2 separate regions of the Mus musculus genome follow, and region 1 is linked to region 2. The links are chromatin contacts, called in public promoter capture Hi-C maps. All regions are on one chromosome and are shown on one strand. Each heading gives the region's core, a stretch centred on a gene start, on an enhancer-like site or on the middle of the called end of the contact. The rest is flanking DNA. Distances are from core to core; before and after follow the strand shown. Region 1 has its middle 36 kb from the start of Socs5. Region 2 overlaps Prkce (protein kinase C, epsilon).

The links. Promoter capture Hi-C pulls out the DNA fragments that hold promoters and counts their contacts.
Region 1: a promoter capture Hi-C map of liver shows a contact between it and region 2, with 2.6 times the contacts expected there. The contact joins two enhancer-like sites. A contact is called at or near these places in 2 of 39 promoter capture datasets (hippocampal neurons and liver) and 1 of 9 other capture datasets (adipose tissue).

The regions. Positions count from the first base shown.
Region 1 is chr17:87,140,035-87,146,628 of GRCm38.p6, reverse strand. No RefSeq gene overlaps it. Among named protein-coding and RNA genes, the nearest start is that of Socs5, 36 kb to the right of the region's middle. Within about 2 kb of position 3,193, at least 67 of the 459 cell types and tissues checked have an H3K27ac peak or open chromatin away from gene starts, as enhancers often do. A contact at or near this core is called in liver, where this site is marked.
Region 2 is chr17:86,492,516-86,498,809 of GRCm38.p6, reverse strand. It overlaps Prkce (protein kinase C, epsilon), which reads right to left. Exons shown (of 15, transcript NM_011104.3): 9 at 5,390-5,589; 10 at 2,699-2,872. Among named protein-coding and RNA genes, the nearest start is that of Gm30284, 51 kb to the right of the region's middle. Within about 2 kb of position 2,234, at least 20 of the 459 cell types and tissues checked have an H3K27ac peak or open chromatin away from gene starts, as enhancers often do. A contact at or near this core is called in liver, where this site is marked.

The sequences.
Region 1 (6,594 bases), core at 1,944-4,443, 650 kb before region 2:
AAAACACTGGAGCAGACTGAGCAGAAAGACAGAGAAATTCCCAGCTGTCTTCTATTAAGGCAGATGCTAGGGAGCCGGGCAGCAATGAGAACAGTGCTGCTCTTCTTGCTGCCTTAGCCTTAAAGAGCCCTCCCTCACCCAAATGTTACCCATGTTGTGCTTATCTTTTCGTAAACAATAAATATGTTTTCTGCTTTACATTTTCTTTTCCAATATAGTACATATTGAAATATTGATAGATAAATCTTCAAGTTTGGGGAATCATCAACTATAGTATAGACTGTCAATGGGTCTTTAGATTTTAAGAAATGCTGTCCTGAATGGTTGAGACCCTGTAAATGTTGGGAAATGGGCTCAAGTGACCTGACATATGGGCATCCTCTAGAAGACAGGAATTCTAACTTCAGCAGGAGACAAGGGGAAACAGACTGTTGTCCTTCACTCCTCTTGGTACAACTGGAGGGGATCTGTGTTCCATCCGATAGGTGACTGTGAGCATCCACTTCTGTGTTTGCCAGGCACTGTCATAGCCTCACAAGAGATAGTTTATCAGGGTCCCTAATGAAGAAGCTAGAGAAAGTATCCAAGGAGCTAAAGGGGTCTGCAACCCTATAGGAGGATCAACAATATGAACTAACCAGTACCTCCAAGAACTACGTATCTAGTTGCATATGTAGCAGAGGATGGCCTAGTTGGCCATCAAAGGGAAGAGAGGCCCCTTGGTCTTGCGAAGATCATATGCCCCAGTACAGGGAAATGCCAGGGCTAGGCATTGGGAGTGTGTGGGTTGGGGAGCAGGGCGGGGGGAGAATATAGGAGACTTTCGGGATAGCATTTGAAATGTAAATGAAGAAAATATCTAATTAAAAAAAAGACAAAACAACAACAACAAAAAAATTGAAGGGGATCAAGCAGAGGACTGACCAGGACTGGACACAGCAACTCTCTGGTGAGAATGGTAAGGTACTTTTCTGAGATGCAGGGTTAGGAGATCCCAAATGCATATGTCAAAAAACAACAAAAAACAAAAAACAAAAAAACAAAAACAAAACAAAAAACAAACAAACAAACAACCCCAGACTTTAGCACAGCTATTCAAAAATTTCAAACTGTATGTTTGGAATCATTATATTCTTTTGTCAAAGCAGAAAAAACAAAAAAACAAACAAACAAACAAAAAACCCATGGGATTTAAAAAATCAACTGAGTTTTTACATCTTAAAGAAGTAAAGCCCCCCACAGACCAGATGAGCGTTAAAGAAACGAGTGTTCCTTCATCCACCCCTCTCCTTAAGGTCTCTGGTTTATGTGTGTGGTGGTTTGAATGAAAATGGCCCCATAGGTCCATAGGAAGTGTCACTATTAGGTGTGGCCTTGTTGGAGGAGGTGTGTCACTGGGGACTGGCTTTGAGGTCTCAGATGCTCAAGCCAGGCCCAGTGTCACTCTCTCTTCCCGCTGTCTGTGGAACCAGATGTAGAACTGTCAGCTCTTTCTCTAGCAAACATGTCACCCTGCATGCTGCCATGCTTCCCGCCATGGTGATAATGGACTGAACCTCTTAACTGTAAGCCAGCCCCAATTAAATGCTTTCTTTTGTAAGAGTTGCCATGGTCATGGTGACTCTTCCCAGCAGCAGAGCCCCCCCCCCCCCCACTAAGACAGGATGTGAGCGCAGCATTAGCTAATTCTCTTCTCTCTTCCCTCTCTTCTCTCGTCATCTCCCCAGCACTGCCTCTTACAGCTCACACCAGTTTCTTCTCACTCACTGTTTAACTGAAGTGGCCTATCATTCCTCATCCTCCTGCCTCCATTTCCCTAGTGCTGGGATTAAAACTGTGTGTCATTTGCCCAGCTTATGCAAGGGTAGGAATCAAATGCATGCTGGGTAAGCACTCTACCAATCCGCTCCTATCCCCAGCCCAGCATCAGCCGTCTTGAGTTGGAAGAGCCATCCAGTGATTTATGGTGGGATTAAGTTTTGCCTCTAAGGATGTTGAGTGGGGTGGCTTGGAGTTTCTTTCTTGTTGACTGTGGCTGGAGATGAAAGCGGTGTCGACCCCCACTGATGTGCTTGTACCCTCTTATGGTGAAGGCCTGAACACAGGTCAACAGCAGCTGACCTCAGAGAAGACTATGGGACCACAGGCATCGCCACATCTCTACCAGGATGTCAAAGCTTGAATCTACAACCCTGCCTCTATTGATTCCCAAGACAAATTCTTTTACCTGATGGAAAACTAAAACATTTTATGAGCATTAAAATCAATAGAATTACAGCGTGCTTTATTCTACCCGTGTCCTAGTAATTTTCTAAGCAAGAACTTTTATGAAATTTTTTTTCCACAAAGCTCAGAGGTAATGTATCAACATTCTGACTATGTCCTTTTATAAAACCCCATATTGAACAAACAGTCTTTCAATTAGAACTACGGGTTCAATTTATCTTTTAGTGGAGCCTTTCGTAGAGAAAGGAAGACTGGCCTTGCACTTAGGCGCTCTGGATTCCTGTGTGTAGATGGGTACAAGGACACTGAGAACAGCCACCCATGCCAGGCACTGTGCTATGCACATCTCCAAGATTATTTGGTTTCATATTTCCACACCTCCGTGTTAAGCAGGTGAGAAATCAGGCCCTGTCGGGAATGAGAAACCCACCGATGAACAGCAGCCAAGCCGGGGCACAGCCCACTCAGGCTGACAATAATCCACAAGTATGGAACACTGTTAACATGCTTGGAAGAAAATTGTTCTTTCCCACCACAATCAGTAAGGAGTAGGAGGTAGCTCCCCAGTAGAACCCTTGCTTCATACGCACACGGTCTGGCTTTGATTCCCAGCACCACAAATTGCTATGAATAAACTGCTCTGACGTACGAGCGGATACTGAATTATTCTATCTCCATGTGCCACAGAATTCTAAAAATCAATAATGGTGCTGTATTCCCTCCTCTGATGAAACTTCCAAATATGGCTCTGTGAGGTTTTTATTTGATTAGTGACAGGAAGAAACAAAGGTCAAAAAAGCCTAAGACCATACACGTGTGGCAGGCTCCCCTCAGCCTCTAAGACCCTTCGTGTGGCAGGCGCCCCCTCAGCCTCGGTCCCTAATCACTCTCATGTCCCACCTCCCAGGGAGCGCATCAATACACAGATGATTGCTGGCTCGAGGGCATTGCTCTTCGTTAAAAGTTAAACAGCATCCAGTATCGTATGACTTAAGACCCGGATTTCAGTTGGACGGCTCTGCGTACACGAGGCCTCTCTTCAGTATTCGTTTGCTGTGTACCTTCTCCTTGAATTTCCTCATTCTCTATACAGCCACGAAGTTCCTTATCTCTTGTGTGGTTTTCAAAGCTACCTAGAGTGGCAACTTCCTGTCCACAAGGCAGGGAACAAACGCCCATTTCTATGGCTCATTCACTGAGTCTCTTCACTCTTATGGAAGGGCAATTTACACCTGTCCTGTCCTGCAGAGGGCAAATTCAATGAATTGTGAGACTGTAATCGCAAACCATTTAAAACCCCACTGCTCCTCAAGTAGTTTTCAATTTCCAAAATACTACTCTTTCATGTTCCACCGAAGTTCCTATGTGGTTTCAAGTCATTAGCATAGAAGAAATTATTTCCATTTTCTGTATTTGTCAAATCATATGCATGCCTACGTAGACATCTGTTTTTTTTTGTACTGGAATTCATGAGAAGTTACCCACAGAACTTTAGGAAAGTAACATGGATGCTTAAAAAAAAAAATCTCTGACCTTATGAAAGAAAAGTATTATTTGAATGCAATGTTGGCAAGCAAGGCTGGAGAAGCCACGGCCAAAAATGATAACAACAGAGCTTGGTCCATTTGCTGGCATACTCCATGAGACCCACACTCGGAAGAGCCAGGCAGAAAAACACATCCGCATTCTTCACACAAAACCAACACCTGAGCGACTTCCCAAACCCTGGATAGAATCGGGGTTGGTTGGTATTAGCTGTCAGACAGGAACGGGTTATCTGGAAGGGGGCGGGGCGAGGACAGGGGGAGGGGCGGGGGCTCTGGGTTTATATTTGAGAGACCATCTTGACTGTGGGCAGGAACACTCCCAGTGGGAACCCTGGACTGCAGGAAATGGAGCCAGTGAGCTGCGCACCAGCATCTGTCCTGCTCCTCTGGCTGTAGGGGTGACGTCACCGCGGACTTGGAAGTGGGAGCTAAAACAAACCCTTCTGTCCTAAGTCAGGTCATTTTATCAACAGAAGCAGGGAAAGAAACCAAGAATCATCTTATTTCCAAAGAAATTCTGACTCTGACTTAAAAAGAAAATCTAGTTGCCGTTTTACTGCCGACAGTGGTCTATTTCACCTTCCCATAAAGGCTCCCTGCAGGACTCACTTCTGAGTTCCGTGACAGCTGTTACGCAAACACCGAATTCTAGAAAACAATTTGAGACTTTTGGCTCTTTATCAAGAAAGAAATTGCTAAAAAGCAGAGACAGTATTTTAGTGGCACAATTTATGAATTCTCAAAGTTGGAACTACTCAGCCAGACATTTCACTAGTCTCTTGGTGTATTAAAATTCAACACTGTCTCAATTACACTTAAGGGCACAAAATATTTGTAAGATAATGAAACTAAAAGTATTACGATTCAACTGTTTTTAAAATGTCGTAGTTTTAAGACAAGCACAAATAAAATAATTTATCATGTATTGAAAGAGAATCAGGGTAAAAGTTAGGTTTAAGTGCATAACTGCACCCATTTTATGAAGATGGAAAAACACAAAACCATTTAGTGTATGACAGATTTTCACCGTTATAGGACAAAAAGAGATTGTGTGGTGACAATGCACCAGGCACCAAGCACAGCTTGTGCTGTATCAGGCCCGAGAACAGCTCCCTCCCACCCAGGATTTCTGCTCCAGGAGCCCAACCTACACCACCTCCTGTGGCAAGTGGGGTCCCTGGTGTTCCTAGGCCACTGGGGAAGTTCCTGCACCCAGCCTCACAGAGGAAAACGAACATGTCTACCCCACTAAGACCTAGGCCTTCCCTGAACACTGTAAATGCCCCTGATGAAAGAAGAAAGGTAATTTGAGCAAAAGAGAGATGCTCAGCCAGTAAAATACTCTAGATTCGGAAGTCCAAGCACAGAAACAAAACCAAGATGAACAAACCAAGACCTGGTGCCTGCAGAAGTGACCGACCCACAATACTGGCATCGTCTGGACTCCATCCAGGGCAGGTTTGTTTCCCCTTTTTGCAGACGTTCAGTTTGTAGAGAGATTATCTGTGTACTGTATGGATGCATCACCCATCAATTAAGAAGACCTATGACCTATAGGAAAGGGTAGAATAGGTGGGACATCCCGGAGGCACAAAGAATTCTGGGATAGAGCCAGGTGTGGGAGATTGACCCAGGAAGATGTGAGAAGACAGACGCATGGTACCTGAGCACAGGAAGCCAGTTACATGGTAGAATATAGGCTAGGCGAGATGGGAGATTTTAAGTTAGAGGAGAGCCTAGTATATGGCCAAGGTATTTGTAAATAATTTTGAGTCCAAGTCTCATTTCTGAGACCATGAGCTGGGAGGAAGACCCCAGGACTGAATCTATATCAGTTTGCCATTACTATTTACCTCAGCCATTCCCTTAGCTCTCTTCATACTTCTGTTTGCCCATGTCCCAGGGTAGACTCCCAGTGAGGTAACATCCCTCATCTCCTCACATCTTACTTCCCCTCTGTAGCCCAGACATCACAGTCTTGAATGGCTTGCCCACAACCTAACAATGACATAAGAAAACCTAAGATTTGGGGCTGGAGAGATGGCTTAGTAGTGAAGTGCACTGGCTGCTTTTCCAGAGGACCTAAGTTCAATTCCCAGCGCCCACATGGTGGCTCATGACCAGCTATAACTCCAGTCCCAGGGAATCCCATGCTCTCCTCTGGTTTTCAAAAGTACCAGGTACACACACACACACACACACACACACACACACACACACACACTGCACAGACATACACTTACAATAAAAACAACCAAAACCAAAACCAAATAGCAGGAACAGCCTGAGGCTCCGGTAAGACCCAGACTTGGAGTGTAGCTCAACACAAGTACCTTTAAAACTGACCCAGGGTTTAAAATTGCTTCATCTTCTATTTATCATGTAGTATATACTTTATTAAATCCAGTCTTCCTGTTGTTAAAAACATTGGAAAACTGGAAAGAAATGGTTATCACCTCTGAAAGATTGTACAGTAGGAGGGTACAGGTCTTTAGAACCTTTCATGGTAGGTTTTGTTTTTTGTTTTCTTTAAAATAGGTTGGCCTCAAACTCAAAGAGATCTCCTGCCTCTGCCTTCCGAGTGTTGGGACTAAACTGTGTGCCACACCTGCCTTGTCTACAATTACATAAGCTTGTATTGTGTACACTGTAAATAATTGTGCTAAAATAGATGCACAGGCAACCCTGACATGAAAAGTTAGAATTCCATGCTAGGTTTGACTGCAGCTTCCTCATTTCTTTTGTAAAGCAAGGCTTCTATTGAAGTATGGCTTTAAAGGAAAAAGAAACAAACCTGATACCTTGTATCAAGAAACTAAGA
Region 2 (6,294 bases), core at 985-3,484:
TCTCAAGGCAGCTTCCAGAAGAGCTATTCCTCCCTGTATACTAAAACCTGAGTCTGTTAGTGACTTTTCTAATTGCTGTAACTAGACAGCATGACCAAGGCAACCTAAGAACAAAGAGTTTCTTTGTACTTATGGTTCCAGAGGGGTGGAGTCCATGATGGTGTAGCAAAGACATGGCGGTGGAAGCAACAAGCTGAGGGCTCAGCTCTTGAGCAGCATGCAAAAAGCAAAGAGAGCACATTAGGAATGGTGGGAAGCATCTGAAGTCCAAAGCCCACTCCCAGTGACACAGTTCCCCCAACAAAGCTGCATCTCTTGAGTCTCCTCAAACACTGCCACCAACTGGAGGCCAACATTCAAGTAGCTGAGCCCGGAGGGGTCCTGCTCATTCAAACCACCACACTGGGGCTCAGCCCAAACCAACTTCACACCCACTGTTGCTTTGCCCGTTCTAATGAAGGATGAGGCAAAAATCTTAATAGGATTGAAACAGATATTTGTGGGTTTGAATCATATATGAAAATCTCAGTCAAAACCACAACAGTATGGTGGCTGAGGAATGGTACTTTTTCAGGAAAAACAACATCCAAGCAAGGTTGAAAACTGAGCACGGATTGAGGCTGTCCTTTCTGCTTCCACTCCATCTCACCCTTCAAAAGCACCGCTGCCCCGCTAGACCTGAGAGCAGCAGCTCCCAGCTCTTCTTGGTGTGAATGCCACGGAAACACTAAGGATTTCTTAGTGCTAATTTACTGCAGATGTTAGTATGAGCCCCAAGTCCTGACCCCAGTCACCCAGTCATCCTTCCTCAGGCAAATCTGTGTCCCGCTGATAACCCCACACCCAGCACCTACTTCAAGGCAGGCATGAGATTCTAAGTTCAATTCCCAATACCCACCACACACGCGCGCGCACACACACACACAACTGTTGGTTCTCTGAAACAATTTTTTCAATGATACAAAGAAAAAAGTAGACTAAGTGGTTTTGTTGTTATTGCTTTTAAGACAAAACTTAAAACTACTGAATGTAAGCCCATGTGAAAAGAACCACAGACAATAAAGACATATCACACCTGATACTTTTCTCTTTGATCTTGAATTAAGTTCTAAATGAGTTAGATATGGTGGCTCGTGCCTATAATGCCAGGACTTAATAGGTGGAGGCAGGACTGTCCCGAGTTCCAGGCTAGTAATGAACTGAACTTCAGAATGGGGCCCCATCTCAAAACCAAAACCACAGTAGCCAAGCTGTAGTGGGAGAACAACGCCAAACCCATCTCTGCACTTGTTCTGCCACACTGGACTCTGCATTTGTACACAAACATGAACTCACACTAATCTGTTTGGTGTTACACAACACAAGTTTGAAAGAGAAATGACTTAGCCACCAATCTGAGGCTTCTCAGAAAAGAAACAGATTTTTATGAAGCAGGGTCTCTGAGGACAGTTTCATAGAGAAAGCAACCCTGGTGTTCCTGAAAAATAAGCCGCAGAGTGGCCAGGCCCTTTCAGGTGGTTCTCATTTCTGATGCCATCAGAAGGAGAGGAAAACTTTCCTAGATCAGTGTTGCTTACTGATGTCATGCGTGGGTTGATGGGGGAGAGTCGGGACCAAAATAATTGGGCAACTGTGGATTAAACTAAGGTAATCTTTCTTGGTACGCTGCAGGACTCTTCCGGGACTCCAGTGAGCTAATGTGACCTGAGACTACTGGATGGGAGCTCAGGCCACAGAGTCTCCCATTCCTAAAGCTCCTCAGACAAGCAGGGTTCTCAGAAACTGCCTCAGGGGTAAGGGTGGGGGCTGGAGCAAAGAGGCTGTCAAGTTTCTGATGGCAGGAACGGGGTCTTGTTCACCAGGACCTAGCATATAGAACACATGTATGCGTGTGCACATGCGCACACACATACACACACATACACACACACACACACACACACACACACACACACACACACACACACGAGCACCTACATACATGTCACCCTTCACTGTCTAGGACCCAGTCTGGATTGCCTTCTAAAGCACACAAATACTACAGATTCACAATGCATCCTAGAAGACTTTCTCCCATACGCATTTCCAAAAAGGAAAATAAAATAAGAATTTTTATGAAGAACATGTGCTGTTTCTGTAAGAATAATACCAAATCAGATGGGTGTGGGTGTGTGCTACAATGTCCATACACACACTCATCCTTTACTGCCACCTGCTGGCAGCCAGGTAACTTTTATATGGTTGGATTTCACTGTGGAATTCCAAGCATTTGTTTAGATTCAACATCTCCTATGACATCACACAAGGTAGAAGGATGAAGGTAGCTTTTGCTTTTTTTTTTTTTCTTCTTTTGAGCTGAAGCAGCCTAGAAGCAATCTTACTGTTGATTGAAAAGAGCTGGAACCGGGTTTACACCGCATCTGTTGGTTTTTCCAATGAGTCAACACTGGGGTTGACCATTTGGCTTTGAGTTGCCACAATCTGAAAGTGCACTATCGATCTTTCATCCCTGCACAGACACACATATGGTGTTCAATCGAACGCCTATCTCTGCAAGGGTAAAATCCACTCCACCACACTAAGTCTTGGAGAGAGGTACGCAGACGGTCAAAAGTGGTTTCTGATAGCTTAGATTCTGTGTGTTAGATGCCACGATACTACCCAAGAGGTCAGCTGGCCAGCCCCTTCTTAAGCATACCTTGGTCTGGAAGCAGCAATAGAGTTGGGTTAGATAAGGGTGTTTCCGAGCCAGAGCCAAAATCCTCTTCTCTGTCATTGTGCAGTCCACATCATCGTCTTGTAGGATAACGTCCTTCTTCAAGACCTTCACAGCGTAGACTTCATCTTTGCCTTTGAGTTCCGCCAACATGACCTGCAACCAGTTTTAACACATCTGGTCAGTCTTCACACCCACAGAACCAAATGATGTCAAATATCTAAGTGTCAATTGTTTCTTTCTTTCATTTTTAATGAAGATGTTTAGGAAGCTAACATTTTAAACGTTTAGGGAAACTACCTAAGGGGTTTTTTTTTTTTAAATCTCTGGCACAGTGCTCAGGTAAGAGAAGTTTAATGCACAGGGGCTAATTATTCATATCTTCATCTCCACTAGTGATACTGTAATTATCAGAGAACAAATGTAGCGTGCTTCCTATCTCTCCCTTGTATCTTTCTCTTCTCGCCTTTTCCCTCTTTCTTCATTTCTTTTGACAGTTCCCACTATGTAGCCCATGTTGGTCTTGAACTCATGACACTTCTGTTTCATCCAAATGCTAAAATATTAGGTGTGCCCCACCATACCACACACACATACAGACTTTCAGAAGAAGCAATATGTTATATGTATTTTCCTATAAAGTCTTCATCTCTATCATGATTGCTGGTACTCAGTTCAAAGTAAATACACTATAATTGATTCTGCTATCTCCTTCATATTAGAAACAAGTTATACCCAATTAAGTTCTATATAAGTTGCGCTGAGTGCTTTTGGACACAATTTAAAATTTTGTTTGGCATTATATCCTTGAAATAGATAGTTTTAGAACTAAAGGGTTGAACATTTTACACACTTCCCGATTTTTAAAAAAAGACTTGTTTATTTACTTATATAAGTACATGTCTTCAGACACACCAGGAGAGGGCATCGGATCCCATTACAGATGGTTGTGAGCCACCACGTGGTTGCTCAGGACCTCTAGAAGAGCAGACAGTGCCCCTAACTGCTGAGCCATCTCTGCAGCCCACATTTCCTGGTTTTTAAGAGGGCTACTTCAGAGAATAGCGTCTCTGAGCATGGGGCCGCTTTCACCTTCCCCTTCTGTTGGCTTGCTTCCTCTTCCTTGACAAACGGGAGACATTACCCTGACTCTGCTTTCAACTTGCAGTCTACCTTCCTGGGAGATTTATTTTCCAGTCGATTCTCTTTGTGGGAGAGTTTTCTCCTCTGTCTAGTTATTTGGGGTTGTTACTTCTAAGTCGGTACACATAAGAGACATAAAGACAAACCTCTTGCTCTCCGCACTGGCCCTCCCTTGCCTGCTTCATGACAAGCTGCTGCTATCTTTTCTTACTGAACATAACCTCTTTATCTGTGTGTACTTAATCGTGCCCTGTGTTTGCCTTTACAGTTTTATCCACAGTGCTGCAGGTAAAGACACAATTCCTTCCCCTGAGGGCTTATGGGGAGTCTGTTTTCTTGGCATTTGCCTATCAGTTGGCGTTTTCATTTATCTCCAAATAGTTGCAGGTCATTCTCCTTCCTGGGAACTTTGAAGAATGCTATTCCAATGTTGCCGTCAAAGTAAACCGAACATAACCCAAGGAACTTGAGAGGGTGCGGATTCTGTCACCTACAAAATACAGCCTATGTAAAACGGGCTCCAAGCTGCTTGCGATGGTGTGATTTTGCCTAAGAAGCCAGCTAAGCGCTCAGAGTCTTCAGGACCCCTATCCTGTCTACCTTACGTGCAGACCTGGGAGTTCTGAGCATGCTCAGTTCCCTAGAATCCTGCTCAGATTCAGACCTAGCCCTGCTCATAGCCTAAGCCAGAGCCACACGTAAACCAGAGGCCTGGGGTCTGTTTCTTATTAAGCTAGTTTTTAAAGAATGTGATCGATTCAGCAGTTGCCATCTGAGGAAATTTCAGTAACCTCCCTGCCAGGTGATCTCGGGACAGATAGGGCAGGTGAGTGCCTGCAGAGGCAGGCCCTGTGCCTGAGGGCTTCACGGAGCCTTCCCTCAGAATGGCCTTGGAATGGTGAATTAGGCCTTTCACTCCTGGCTGCTTCCCAGAGCCCAGCACAAATGAGAGAACCTAACTGCTACACCAGGCACGGTATTAAGACAGACAAGGAGACAGATAGACAGATATCTGAAATGCCCCTCATTTTTCTGGGCTCTTTGCATTTTGCCAGGACCATCACTGGTGGGCACAGCCCCACAAGGCATAGAGTGCAGCAGAGATCTGGGGGAAATGCCCTCAAGGGCAAAGGCCCGGATCCACTACACAATTATCCAGCTCTCCTCTCACGTGGAGAAGAAGAGCAGAATGGTTAGCAAGCACCAGGAAAATCAGTTAAGGACATTCAGCTTCCAGAGTCCTACACAGCAAGGTTTGCTCTGAACCTGGAGTCCACCAAGGACAGACGCTCAGAGCTCATGCTTAAGGTTTTCCTACTGAGAAAGCGGGATTTCACATGGCTCTCTGCACAAAGGAAGAAATGTGCACATGGAGTTGACAGTTGGGAAGAAGGGACATGCTAACACATGAAACTGCTCAGTGTGGTCCCTCCCTCCCTCCCTCCCTCCCTCCCTCCCTCCCTCCCTCTTTGCCTCTTTTCCCCATTTGATAAGTGAGAACTACTGAATCCTACGGTGATGCCCACAGACCTTGCCAAAGCTGCCTTTGCCCAACACCTTGATGAAGTTGAACTCATCCAGCCCCAAGCGCTTGGCCTGGCCTGGCCGGACTTCCCCGTTCTCTCCGGGGCTTGCCAGCTGGCCATCGGTGGCCGACGACGCTCGGTGCTCCTCTCCTCGGTTGTCAAATGACAAGGCCTTCCGAATGTTGTTTTCAAGTTCTTTTAGTTCTAGGGCCAAAGGTAAAAAGGAACTGGATTAGGACACACCTCATGAGCCATTTACATTAAGACTCAACCTTCAGGACCCATGATCATCCTTCATTTCTTCGTGGCGGCGGCAGACCCAGGGGCATCCTGTAGGTTCCTCCATCTGTCTAACATGTTTCTTTCAGTACCTAAGGTACAACAAGGCGTCAATCTGCAAAGACGAGGAAGACACAGTTCCCGATCTGTTGGGACTCATTGCCACCAAAGGCCTCTGAAGGCCTAGCAACCTTGTCCATAATTTCGGTGTGGTGAGACTACATGCCTTCCCTGGATCTCTGCAGACTCAGGGGCAACAAGGCACCCTTCCCTTCAACTTTCCTTTGAAGATGAGAACACTCAGAAGTCACCCTCACAGGCGTTCCTGGTGACAGAATCACTCACTCACTCACTCACTCACTCACTCACTCACTCACTCACTCGCGGGGGCTGTGAACTAGAACCAAAAGAACTTGAAAACAACATCTAGGAAGCCTTTGTTTTTTCTAAACGCCTTTACTTAGCCTTGAGGTTGGCTTTATGCTGAGCACTTGCCCCACACGAAGCTACCCAATAGAATGAGCCACAGGCTTATCATTAACAAAGATTAGTTTCCCACAATGGCATGCCACAAACTTATCTCTGCTGGGTCAGGAATTCCGCAGTACAATTTCTCAACTACGAGACAGT